2 separate regions of the Columba livia genome follow, and region 1 is linked to region 2. Evidence: chromatin contacts called from public Hi-C data. All regions are on one chromosome and are shown on one strand. The core of a region is the stretch at or near the end of the contact, and the rest is flanking DNA. Distances in the headings are between cores, read along the strand shown. Region 1 overlaps OSBPL5 (oxysterol binding protein like 5). Region 2 holds the start of SLC22A18 (solute carrier family 22 member 18).

What was found. Hi-C and Micro-C count contacts between places; a contact is called where the count stands out from the background.
Region 1: a Hi-C map of crop shows a contact between it and region 2, with 2.5 times the contacts expected there. The contact joins the enhancer-like site here to the promoter of SLC22A18 in region 2. A contact is called at or near these places in 2 of 2 Hi-C or Micro-C datasets (crop and liver).

The regions. Positions count from the first base shown.
Region 1 is chr5:53,271,125-53,277,572 of bColLiv1.pat.W.v2, reverse strand. OSBPL5 (oxysterol binding protein like 5) reads left to right here. Exons shown (of 23, transcript XM_065065193.1): 9 at 1,148-1,319. Among named protein-coding and RNA genes, the nearest start is that of CARS1, 38 kb to the right of the region's middle. Within about 2 kb of position 3,017, at least 1 of the 3 cell types and tissues checked has an H3K27ac peak away from gene starts, as active enhancers do.
Region 2 is chr5:53,079,567-53,086,293 of bColLiv1.pat.W.v2, reverse strand. It overlaps SLC22A18 (solute carrier family 22 member 18), which reads right to left and starts at 3,388. Exons shown (of 11, transcript XM_005499249.3): 1 at 3,248-3,388; 2 at 2,953-3,161; 3 at 893-990. The coding sequence starts at 3,135.

The DNA of each region.
Region 1 (6,448 bases), core at 1,768-4,267, 190 kb before region 2:
GATCTTCCTGGCTCTTGTTCTGAGAGATTGTTACTGCAGCACTACACCCTTTTGGGATGCTCGAGCCTGCTTGTGGTTCAGTGATCCCACACCAAGCAGGGGCCTCTCCTGCACGGCGCAGTGCCCTGGTGTCTCCCTGCCATTGGGGAGTGTGCGTCATGGGGATGCCAGATGCTGAACATGTTATCAGGGTGTATTGATTGCAATCATGAGCTGCTAGGTGGTTTGAAAGGACCGTATCTGTACACATTTCCTGCATTTCAGACTAAATCAGAAAAGGGCAAAAGGAGATGTGAACAGGTTGTGGGAGTTTAGAGGAAGAGACGCTATTAGGGGAGAGGGAGTTGAGGTGAGCTTCCGTCATGGGTTACCACCAGCCAGCAACTGAACCCCACAAAGCCACTCACTCTCTCATCCCAGATGGGACAGGGAGAGGGTCAGAAGAGTAAAAGTGAGAAAACTCATGGATTGAGATAAAGACAGTTTAATAAGTAAAGCAAAAGCCACGCAGGCAAGCAAAGCAAAACAAGAAATTTATTCACCCTTCCCATTGGCAGGCAGGTGTTCACCCATCTCCAGGAAAGCCGGGCTCCATCACACGTAATGGTTACTGGGGAACGCAAATGCTGTAACTCCACACATCCTCCTCTTCCTTCTCCCTCCCCAAAAATACATAATGAGCATGGTGTCATATGATGTCGAACATCCGTTTGACCAGTTTTGGTCAGCTGTCCTGGCTGTGCCCCCTCCCAGTTTCTTGTGCACCTGGCAGGGCACGTGAAACTGAAAAGTTCTTGACTACTTAGGATCAACTAAAACATCAGTGTGTTACCAGCAGTATTCTCATGATAAATCCAAACCACAGCACTAAATCAGCTGCTGGGAAGAACATTAAGTCTATCCCAGCCGAAACCAGGACAGCTTCCCATTGTATTACCTGTGCAGATGTGCCTTTCATGCAGCCACTAAAATGCACCATTTCTGGCAAGATAACCTAGGGATTATGTATATGAAAAATAGGTTATTGTACACAATGACTTCCTGAATTCTAATGAGCTTTACTCCTAGGCAACAAGCTTTTGAGAAGCAATGAATGAATTGTCTTATTTACTCTCCTGTGCTTAGATAATTCCTTTTGTTTTCACAGGCCGATGCTGGCTGGATGCTTTGGAACTTGCCCTGCGTTGCTCCAGCCTCTTCCGGCTCAGTGCCTCCAAGCAGGGAAAGGATGGAGAAATGAACTGTTCGAGTGATTCTGCACATGCAGGGCTCAACCACCTCTTGCACACAAGCACCATCTCAGACCAGGAGTTCTTCCAGTAAGATGGCACTATCACTTCTTAATGCACAGAGAGCTGTTGCATGCCTCACACTTTGTCATTCTTTTAACTTTAGCATAATCCAGCCAGAGTCCACCAAGAAAACCTGTTTAAAAACCAGCCTGTATGTTCTTCTGCTGCATCCATCACTAGTGGGTTTGGTGCATATGAGGATTGTTGTCACCTGACGCTTGAGCACACAGACTGGGGGGAACTTCAGCTGTGCTCATGTGTACATAAACAATTTTCTGCTGTTGCCTACTTGGGCCAAAATGCTGTCTGGAGATGCTGGCATGAAAAATAGCTTTCCTAAGTAAAGACTACAGAATCCATCTACTACAGTAGACCTGTGGTTCCTCACACAATCACTAATGGTGTCTGTTGGCTAGCACATACGGCTCTGGGTCTGATCTATTTTTTAATAATGTGTTCTTTTTTCTAGTAATACTGTGTCATAGTCAGCAGAGTGCACAGACTGCATCCTCAGTTTTATAATTACTTTCTCTCTCTACAGGGGTTTTGAGTGGTTTCCAATTTCTTCTTTGATGCATCAGATAAATTTTTACATAAGGGAAAAATGTCCGCGCAGCCTTCTTCCTATTCATATTCCTAGTATTACTGCAGCGTTTTGGAACAACTCATATCAAAGCTCTGTAAGCTTTAAAAAACCCCAGGCCTTATCTGTTGCTTATAGCTAAATAGTCAACTTCAAAAATCCCTCTGGTGTAGACACTTGGCCCTTGGAGTGGGAGCAGGGAGATGTAGTGTCTTTTTCTAGTTCTGCTGATAGGAATTTGACTCTTAGGGTTCACAGCAATGCACCATTGGTTACACAGTTTTTAAGGTGGTAATTCTTGCACCCCGCAAAGATGATGGCTTGCACAGTGGGACCTCACTTTAACTGTTTTCTTAGGCTCTGTTATAATAACAGCAGGGATCTGAGTCCTCTTCTGAGAGCCGAGGTATCTCTGGTCCCATGGCAGCATTTTGGTCTGCCCTTAGGCTGTGATATTCACAGCAGGTGTTCTCCAGTCCTGCTGTTTGGGTTTTTAGCTAGAGTTTGAAGAAGAGCTTTACTGAAGAGCAATGGTAGAAGAGCAGGCAATCTGGTGTGTTGCCAGGGTGTGTCACATAGTACTTGTGCATATACTTCTGTTGTTCTTGGGCTTCTTCCGTAATACTTTATGTTCTAATTTCTTTCTGCCTAAGAGAGAGTCTCTTAGGACTGTACTTGCTGTGCTAAGAATCCAGGAATGCAGTGGACTTGTTTTTCGGCTGGTGGATGTGTGTACAGAAATCCTAAGAGCCTGTGGCACTGAAAACATACAGGCAGACTCATGGCTACTGTAAGGATGTGCAGAAGATAGAGTTATAGTTGTATTACAAAATATTACAAAATATGATGCATGAATTATGCTAAAATGGTGCCTCTGTTTTACCTCTTAGTTGTTCCACATTAAAAGCCCTCTTGAATGATGGGGCTCAGCAGTAGCACATGTGGCAGCATTTTCAGCAAGACAGAGTACCCACAATTGGAACCAGATCTTTTCTGACAGACTCAGATTTTAGTGAGTCTGGTTCACGCTGGGTGTTCAGAATCTGTTTGTCTGGACAATACACTCTCCTTTCGGAGTCCTACTACTGGTTTTAATATGTACCTAGACTTTGCCCAGTGCTTAAAGCCCAGGGGAGTTGATGGCTGGGGGACAGGGAGATGACTTGCTGCCATCCCTGGAGCAATAAAGAACATTTAAAGAAGGGAATACGCAAAACCAAAGCTGTACAAGTGCTGAGCAAAGGTTTTTAGGTTTACCACTGACAGTGGCTTCCTCATAGGGATTCAATCATTCTAATTAAATGCCTTCCCTACAGGGAATCTTACCAATTAAACTGGCATGCTCTTGTTAGGGGGGCAGTTAATTACATTTAACTCTATCTTCAAATTAGCCAAACTGCTCTGTCAAGAAAAGAAAAAGAAAAGGGAGATCATGGATATTATAGGGAGAACAAAACCCAAGGGAGCTGGCAAAGGCGAATCTTCTGTTGAGCCAAAGTTGCATTTGTCTGCTGGCTGCTTTGCTCCATTCCCGCTGGGAAAGAAGTCAAGATTATATAGTGATTTTAAAATGTGTGTCTTTAGTAGTGTACAAAAATGAGAGGGAGAGAACTGTGCAAGTGAATCAAAGGCTAAAATACTGTGTAAATCTGTGATTTAAGACGAGGCCTTCAGTGCAACAGGTACTCTTCTTTTTAATATGAAGTTGTATTTCTTGTGGCTTCCATGTCTTAACTCCAGCAACCCCAAGAATCTGGCTGGTTTTCCTGTTTAACAAGAGCCAAAGGATTTTTTGCTTTGTGTAGAAGAGTGGTATCAAACCCAAAGAAGTCCTGGTCACCTACTAAAGTTACCAGGAATGCCCTAGAGAATAAAACTATGGTATAAGATAGCTCACAATATACTGAAACAGTAAATTAGCCATTAAAAATGCCAAATGATTCATGTTCATGGTGGAAATCCAGTGTTGACTTTTAGCATAGTCATTCTTTCCCAGCTTTTAAAGCCTGGTCCAAATCCCATCAGAAGTCTTCATATTGAGTGTAGTTCAAGCTCATGATGTGGCTTTTGTTTTTAGAATATCGTATGTATTCGGTGATGATTCTGTTTGGAGGAACAGAAGAGCCTGGCTCCACTTCAATGTCTCAGATTTGTTCCTCATGCTCAGAATGAGGAGCACCTGTTTTCACTTTGGTTCTCCAGAATGACTCCTTGGTTCTGGATGTGTTAAGTCTTGTCTTGTTTGTGGCTGGTGGGTAATCAGCGCACAGTTGAGTGGGATTTCATGTGAATTTAATTCCCTCTTTAACTAAACCTGAAATCCTCAAAAAATAATAGGAGAGAGCAGAGGAAGCTGAGGGAGTCATTTGCTCTTCTGAAACTTGAAAGATTTCCCAAGTGTGAGACAGGTGACACTGAAAAACACTCTTCTTACAAATGTGAAATAGAAACAAGTGCTACTTCTCAGCCATGAACCATAAGCCTTATAATGAATTGTTCTTTCAAACATTTTTACTCCATGGAGAAAACCTGCACTAGGTAAGGGAGCATAGCAGCCACAGGCAAACATATTGAAAAATTAAGAAATAAATCAGAAATAAATTTAAATGCTCAGCAACTAATAACTTCTTGGACTTATCATCCAGGAAGTATCTTTGCTGAGGAATCTTGGGATAATCTCTCTAGACACCTCTCTCCTCACCTTTTTTCTCCTTTATTATCTTAAACTTATGCATGTGCTGTACTCTGTACTTCCAGTGTATTTAGTTATCAGTCATTACACTTGCTAGTTGCTAGCAAAAAACAACAAAAAAAGAAAAGTAACATCCTGGCACTGGAATGATGAAGACATGTAATGTCTGATAGTGAATTATTACTGCTGGAGTATAGCAGTCGTTGTCTGTCTGATTTATGATCTTAGTTTTGTTTTACAGTAGAACTGTAAATTAAAAATCTTGCAGTTTATATATACACACACATAGACATATATGCACACATACATATATGGATTTAAAAGAAAGATTTTCTACAGGCACAGAAAGCTGTAGACAACACTTTCAAAAGAACTCTAGAAGCTGAGCTTCTCCAGAAGCTGAGCTGTGACTGTCACAGTATGGCTTGCTTGGCGTGTTAAAATCATGAGCTTATTTCAGTGCGTAGTTAGAAGTTGAGATCTTCTGAAAAGCTGATGCCAGTTCTCCATTCTGAGTCTTGTGTTGTTTGTTGGTTTGGTTTTTAATCTGGCTCTAACTAGCAATGCCTTATTATCTTTTTTTTTTAATTAAAAAAAAAAAAGAGAGAGAGGGAGAACCAGGGATGGAACCTTTCAACATTAAGCTATAATCAAAATTGGAACATGGCCAGAATGGCCTGAGAAAAGCCCCATCATGGAGAGACTTCAACCTTGACAGAACACTCCCATGTATTGAGGAGAAAAATGTTGCTTTGAGAGGGAGATGCACTACAGCAGGTAACAAAACTCTTCAAGATCCGGAGCCTGTTTAGATCCTCTGAAACTCCTTGTATAGCTGGAAATCTTTTCGTATTGCTTTGCCCAAGGGAAATTTTGCCTGAGGACTTGGGTAAGAATTATTCAGAGGAGGGTCAAAGTGAGAAGGTCAGCCAGCACCTGCGATCTAGGCGAGGCCTTGGAAGAGATGATATGTGTGCCAAGAATTGTATAAATAGGGAAAACTGAAGCCCATGCTAAATATCACTTGAAAAAAATGGGCATTTAGTAAATACTTTACAGTGTCTGACCTCTGGCCCATGTGATCATGTTTGCCATCTGCCATATGAACTGCATCTGCTTTTTCAAATGGAGATGCTATAGGCTACTTGAGAGAGAATTTTGGCTTTCTCCTCATTCTATAAAGCCTGGATCACTGAACATGATGCTTGCTGCACCTTCTGTGCTTTCCCTTGGATGCTGTTAGAATCTGGATATTCTTCTTACATGTAATTGTCCTGTCCTTGCTTTCACCTGAGTTCTTCCACACAGCATTTTCTGGGGGAAGCACATTCCCCAGGTTACTGTGGGGGTGTGTATGTGTGTGAAAAAATACTTGCTTCTATTGATTTTTAAATTTGCCTTTTCTAGTGTAGGGCTGACTTAGGACCACCATCTGCTGAAATAAAGTAGCAGTAGTGCTGAAAAGAGAATGTATCCCATAATGTCATTTTTTTCCCATATGCTACAATCCACTGCTTTGCTTCTGTAAATGGAAATATCTTTCCTGATTGGCATTTCAGTTCTCTGATCAGCCGAGTACAGTTGTTAGTGCGTGCTCTGTATCTCTCTGGTATGTGGGCTCCTATTGCCAGCAGCAATTCTGCATAGGGGTGGGTAAGTAGAGCAGCTTTTGCAAAGTGCAGTTTGGAGGGGAGAATTTTGATGGAGAATATTCCACTGTTTCTGTGATAAAAACCCTAGTATTCAGGAAATCAGTTTCTTATACTCTCCTTGGCTGCACACCCTATTTTGAGTCCTGGAGGATGTTTTTACCTTATCTAAAAGGCCTAAAGTAATCTGACTTTGTAAATGGAATTGAAGCAAGTAATGAACTGTGTGTTG
Region 2 (6,727 bases), core at 2,139-4,638:
ACTGGAGAATTTATTGTTACTGTTACTAATTTTAAAACCTGTGTTATGGTAGAGTCCAAGTGGTTTTAGAGATCAGATCCTTGAAGAGCTATACCCCATGTACCAGGGGATCTTGTAAAGCTCACAATCTAAATCAAACAGAATGGTAAATGCCATCCAGGGAAACTGAGGCACACAGCAGCTCCATATGTATTTATTTCTTTGTTGATCAGTACCAAGACTAAGAAGAAAGGCTAGCCTTTCTCAGCTTCATTTTAGTTTCTTATCACTGGATTACATAGCCCTGCCATTTTTTTGGGGGGAGGGCTGTTTACATTTCATTAGGAACAAAAGTGTGTGTTCCATGAGGTACAGAAAGCCTGAGTCTTTTCCACTCTTTTCTTATTTTGATAGATGAGCTTATAGATGCATAATTTCTTAAACATTCATGCAAGTCTAGCTTTGTACTAAACACATACAGATACAGTGAGATTCAGCTGTAGAAATAACACGACCCTTGATTATTTTCTTTGACAGCTCTACTTAACATCAATAAATACCCTATTTTTTTGGTTTCCCAGTCACAAGACATTTATAAGGTTACACATGGCTGTAAAAAATTTGCAGGGTTAAGCTGTTAGGACCTTGGGCTCCAAAGACCCTGATGGTGCAAGCCCATTCCCAGTACATTGTTACACTTAAATGTGTGTCATTAAAACATAGCTAAGTTACTATAAAGGCTGCTTCTGTGTTGTGGTATTTCTGTGTATAGTATTTATTTTCCCTTTGCACATTTATGAAAACTTCAACATTTCAACAGAACCACAAACCAGAACTATTTGATATTTTTACTAAAGTATAAAAATGCCTGGCCTTTTTCAGCTATGAAAAGGGTCATGAGAACTGTTCTCACCTTCCGAAAATCGGACCTCCCACAAGCTGGAAGACACCAAAGGTTGTCTGAAGGTAGCCAAACCCCACTGAATCCAAACCTAGGCTCTTTGCCAAGTACTAAAAAAGAAATAAACCAAAACAAAACAAAACAGGTCATAGGAAATGAAGTATGCTGTATTTTCGAATAAAGAGCTTAATGTCTGTGTGGAGGAGACTACAGCTCAAAAAAGCACTTCCTTCAATTCCCCATACCTAGAGACACTGGGTCAGACACTGGGTGCTTAATAAAGACTAAACCCCTCCATCCCACACCATCCACTAAGGAAGATAAATGGAAGAAATCAATTTTGTACAAGGTGACAAATCTGAACCGCCCTTTACCTTTGCAGTCCAATGCAATATCCTGCTACTGCTAGGGGAATGAGATACCTGGGGCAGCCTGAGCACCACCCAGAAGGTGACTGTGGTAAGGTCTTGGAGCTGTTGTTTAATTGAGCAAGCTGGAATCAATGCAAGCACCATATCAGCCTTTATGTATAATCTGGATTATACAGCCACAACTGGAGCTTGTAAAAAACCACCATTGCACACCCTGAAGATCCACAGTCCTCTGAGGTTTTTTTATTTAAAAATTGTACACTCAAGGGACAGCTATTTCTGATTCACATTTTTGTTTTGTGCTGTCTGCTAAGAGTTGTTTAAAACTCTCAGCCAAATTCAGCTCTCAGGAGGTGTGGAGGTGCCCTAATCTTGCCTGCTTCCCTAGTACATGATCTGCACCCAGGTCCCCAGATCCTCTGTAATCAATTGGTGATCAAATACACCAATCTCCCAAAAACAAACTTTCAGCCTACAGGCTGAGGGCACCATGGAGTGATTTAGCCCCCAGGGTAAGGAGCAGTTTGCCTCTGGAGGCAGAAAACCAGTAGATACAACTCCCAGAAGGCAGCGGCTTATCAGAGAGAGGGGTGAATGTGTATCACAGATCCATGAGCTCACAAGAGCAGAAAAGCTGCCTGGCAAAAAATAACCTGGAAGTGTTGGTCAACAGTCAGCTGAACATGAGCCAGCAGTGTGCCCAGGTGGCCAAGAAGGCCAACAGCATCCTGGCTTGTGTCAAAAATAGCGTGACCAGCAGGACTAAGGCAGTGATCATCCCCCTGTACTTGGCACTGGCAAGACCCCAGCTGTGTTAAGTTTTGGGCCCCTCACTACAAGAAAGACATTGCGGTGCTGGAGAGAGTTCAGAGAAGGGCAACAAAGCTGGTGAGGGGTCTGGAGCACAAGTCTTGTGAGCAGCAGCTAAGGGAACTGGGGCTGTTGAATCTGGAGAAAAGGAGGCTGAGGGGAGACCTTATTGCTCTCTACAACTACCTGAAAGAAGGTTCTAATAAGGTGTGTGTTGGTCTCTTTTCCCATGTAACAAGTGATAGGAGGAAAGCAAATGACCTCAAATTTCACCAGAGGAAGTTTAGATTGGATATTAGAAAAAATTTATTCACTGAAAGCGTTATAAAGCATTGGAACAGTCTGCCAGGGGGAGTGGCTGAGTCACCATCCCTGGAGGTATTAAAAAGACATGTAGACATGGTACTTAGAGACATGGTTTAGTGGTGGGCTTGGCACCGTCAAGTTAATGATTGGACTCTATGATCATAAAGGTTGTTTCCAACCTAAATGGTTCCGTGACACCAGACAAGGGTCCAGTAAGTGAGAAGCAACAATTCCCATGCACAGCTGGTTTCTTATGTCCTTATTAAACCCAGCTCTGATCTGAAATCCCTCATTTCTGCTGCCTGCTTGTTGGATTGCTCTCCCACCACCAGCAAGAAGACACAAACTACAACTTCTTCACCCCAGGCCATCAGGCCAAGAAAGGGCTCTAGGTGCTACTGCAGTACAAATAACAAACCAGCTTTTACTGCCTGGGAACACCCTGAACACAGTCATAGCTTGCCTGCTAGGCAGGAGTACACTTTCCCCTCTCCTGCTAGAAACTCTCTTTTGACTTTGCTGGAAAGCAACATAGATTGGCATCGAATGCAAGACATGCTGTGAAACAGGACAACCCATACTCACAGGCATGACTCCAAACTGCATGAAGAGGAAGGTCAGATCCAGAGTTGCAATCAGGTAGGCAATATGGATAGCTTGTTTCCTGTTGATCTCTCCCAAGCGGCCGCTCTCATCCAGAGTCTTGCTCCTCATTCCTGAGGCTTCTTCCTCACCTCCAGAGATGGCTTTTGCATCCATAGTGCTCATGGAGTGACTTACTGCAGGACGACAGGCTGGAAGGCGACACAAATGTGCTTTGTAGCTGGGAACACGGAGCACAGGCAAGGTGCAGAAGCTGTGCAAACAGTTCAAACCTTACAGTGTGAAAGGTGCTGAGTCAGTGTGTCAGTGTTTTCCTTTTTCTTTTCTTCTGTTTTTTCTCCTCCCCTTTGCTTACTTGCCAGGCAGGATCAAAGGTAACTATGCATCAAGCCATGGATCTCATTCTTCAGCCTCATCTCAAGTGGGCTCATTGCTTCAAGGATCATCACAGCAAAGACGGGCTTGAGAATCCCAGCATGAGCGGAAGTGGACATTGCCCCAAACAAGAGCACGTGACAAACTCTTCAACTCTTTTAACTGTTTCATTTCTTTCACTTTTATTGCCCCTAGTGGCTTGGAAAAACATGATTGTTTTAATTCTTCATGAAAGACACATTGATTTTGTTTTTGGAGGTTGCAAGTGAAGTTTATAACAGAACAGCTATTTCCAAGTCCTCATGCTTCAAGTAGATGTATACAGATCCTGAATCAAGCACAGGCCTTACACACAGTTAGAACTGTTCTCATCTACACTTCTAGCTAAACCCTTTTCCTTCACTTACCAGGTGCTGCAAATTTATAGAGGCCAAGCTAGCAAATGTTCACATGTGACTCCACTCAAGGCTACAAATTACCAGCCAATGCAAAAAACATTTAAAAAAAAAAAAAAAAAGAAGAAGAAAAAAAAAAGTAGTATTAAATCCATATAAATCATGAGACTGATTACAGACTGGGGAATTAAATAAACAAGACTCATTTGTCCTTTGGGGGTTTTGCTAGTTTGTTTGCTTGCTTGTTTACTTAGGATTTTATTTGTTTGCCTGCTTGCTTGTTTGCTTGGGGGTTTATTTCTTTGTTTTCTTACTTGTTGAATCATGGAAGTCTGGTTGAGCATTGTCTTTAAAATAAAGAGAAAAATAAATAAAAGATGTTAATGCCCTGATTTTGTAGAATCACAGGACTTTGAGTAGGATGGAACCTCAGGAGGTCTCATCCACCCTTCTGCTTGAACACATCAGCTCGGTTGTGGCTTTTTCTAGACGAACTCTGAAAATCTCTTAAGAAAAGAGATTTTCCCCCCTCCTTAAATAGCTGAGAAATAAGTTTTTCCTAATGTCCAGTTTGAATTTCTCAAGCTGTGGCTTGTGGCTGTTGTCCCTCATGGTGTCAGCTGCCACTATCAAGAAGAATCTGCAGCATCTCTGCAGTTGCCCTTCAAGTAGATGCAGGCTTCTGTTAGATCACCCCAGCCTCCATTTTGCCAGGCTGAACAAGCCTAATACTGTGGAGGGGTTGCTGTTAGATGGAGACTTGTTACTGAACCAGCCAGGAATTTCAAGGCCAACTCAGAGCAGTAAACGGGACCTTCTGTGAGAGAGAAGCAACTCCGCAATAACAAGGCCTCAACGTGGTGCAAATCAATGGACCTATCAGCAGTGAGACTTCAGCGCGTGGACAGCTCGTGACCATAGATGATATCCAATTAGCAAATGCATGCTTGGAGCGTGGACGTGTGATCAGAGAATAGTTGCATATATAAGGAGGCTTGTTTCTGTAATAAATGGCTCTAGTGTGATTCACATTGAATCAGAGTGCGGAGTCCTTTATTCACTCCAACAGAATGCCTTCTACCTCTTTCAAAGATTAGGTACTCTAGACCCCTGACCTTCTTGGTAGCCCTCCACTAGGTCCAATCCAGTTTGTCCACAACTCTCTTGAACTGGGGGGCCCAATGCTGGGTCAGCCTCATTACCACCAAGCAAGAAGGAATAAAAACTTCCCTGGACATCCTGGACATGTTCCTTGTCAAATGGCCCATGATATGGTTTGCCCTACTCCTGATGATCATGCACCATTGGCTCACACAGCATCACCATCACCCATGGTCTTCATGGAAGGGTTGCTACGTGTCCAGCTGGTCCTCAGCTGGCATTGATGCAGGTGGATATTCTGCCGCAGGCTTGAGGAAAATTGTCACCCCTTTCAACTTGTTGAAAACCTTGAGGTTTTGGTTGATCCAGCTCTCATATTTCATGCAGTCCCTCCAGCTTGAGGCTCTGTCATTGACCATGTCAGCCAGTCCCTCTAATTTAGTAACACCTCTGTTCAGAAGTGGAGGCTTGACTCACTGTGAAGGCCGACACAAGCAATACAATTACAGGGACACACACAGACATTTGCTGACTTGGATCCCAAGTGGCTGTCAGGGCTTCCACATTTCCAACCAAGCCCAGGGAGAGGGAACTGTAAGATCTCCAGACATACCTTTTTATTCAGCACATGTCACCAGAGAGCCCCAAGATTTGGTGAGGGCTGCCAGGCTCTATCTCTTGGTGAAGAAGGGGGAAGACCAAAGGTTTAGTGTTTTACCAGGGGCAGGTACAGTGTCACTGGATGCTGGACAGAAACAACCTTTCGCAAACTCAGCTGGAGCATGAGTAAAAAAAGCACCTTTAAAGAATGACTTTCCTATAGAGATACAAGCACTCAAACAGACCCAACTCACAACACCATAGAAGTTGTATTTGTTACCGAAGAAGGAAGATTACCCAGCATGTATCCTAATTTAGCAAAATATCAGTGCTCAACATTAGGTTCATCTCAGCACAAAACAATGGATTTGCCTACATTTTGGATGTCCTGCAGCATAGCACCAACATTGTACTCCCTGGTTTGCGCTGGATAGGCACAATGTACAAATTACCAGCATTGAATAGAAGAGTAAAATTAATGACTGAACTCTGTTTATGGAGGTTTTGAGACAACCAAAAAAGCAACTCATGCAAATGCAATGTAAAACACTGCTTACGGGAAACTTTGCTGACTTGGACTTGAAAAGCGTCAATATTTTGACTGGTGAGTTTGTCTCAGCAGCAACTGAAAACAGATTCCAGCAAGGCGACTGACAGAAGCAATGACATGCACCAAATATGAGCCTCGTCCTGCCCAGGGCATACAACGCAGACAGCTAACCAGCCACATGCTCTCACTCAGACTTACATTCTTTTTACTGGCATTGACAAGGGAAATAGAGGGTTTTGTGGTTGTTTGTTTTGTTTGTTTGTTTGTTTGTTTGTTTGTTTAAAAAAAGTTTAATTTTCAGTCTCTGGGGCAAAAGATACAGTTCTGAGAACTGGTGACCTAAACTCGGTGCCTGGTGTGATAGCAACCTCTGGGAATGAACTAAGATCACCAGTGTCATGCATAAGTGGGTACCTCTTGATGAGCACCCCAGATGAGACAGCAAGTAAGCAAATGCATTGGCCAAACTCAGCGATCCTGTTTTAGCACTAGTCTCTTTGGGCAGGATTATTTATCTCCCCATCCCTTTTCTTTGGCACTGATGGGACTAAGGGAAGAGGGTGGCAGTCTTAAGCCACCTTTACAAGCCATGAGCAAAGCCAGGTCCATGTTGCTCTGGCCCCAAGGATGCAGGGATGAGCTGTATTCTCCAAACTGGGGAGGAATAGGTTATCAATAGGAAATGAATTTTCTTGGGTAGGATAAATAAACTTTAAATGGACAGATTTAAATAAAC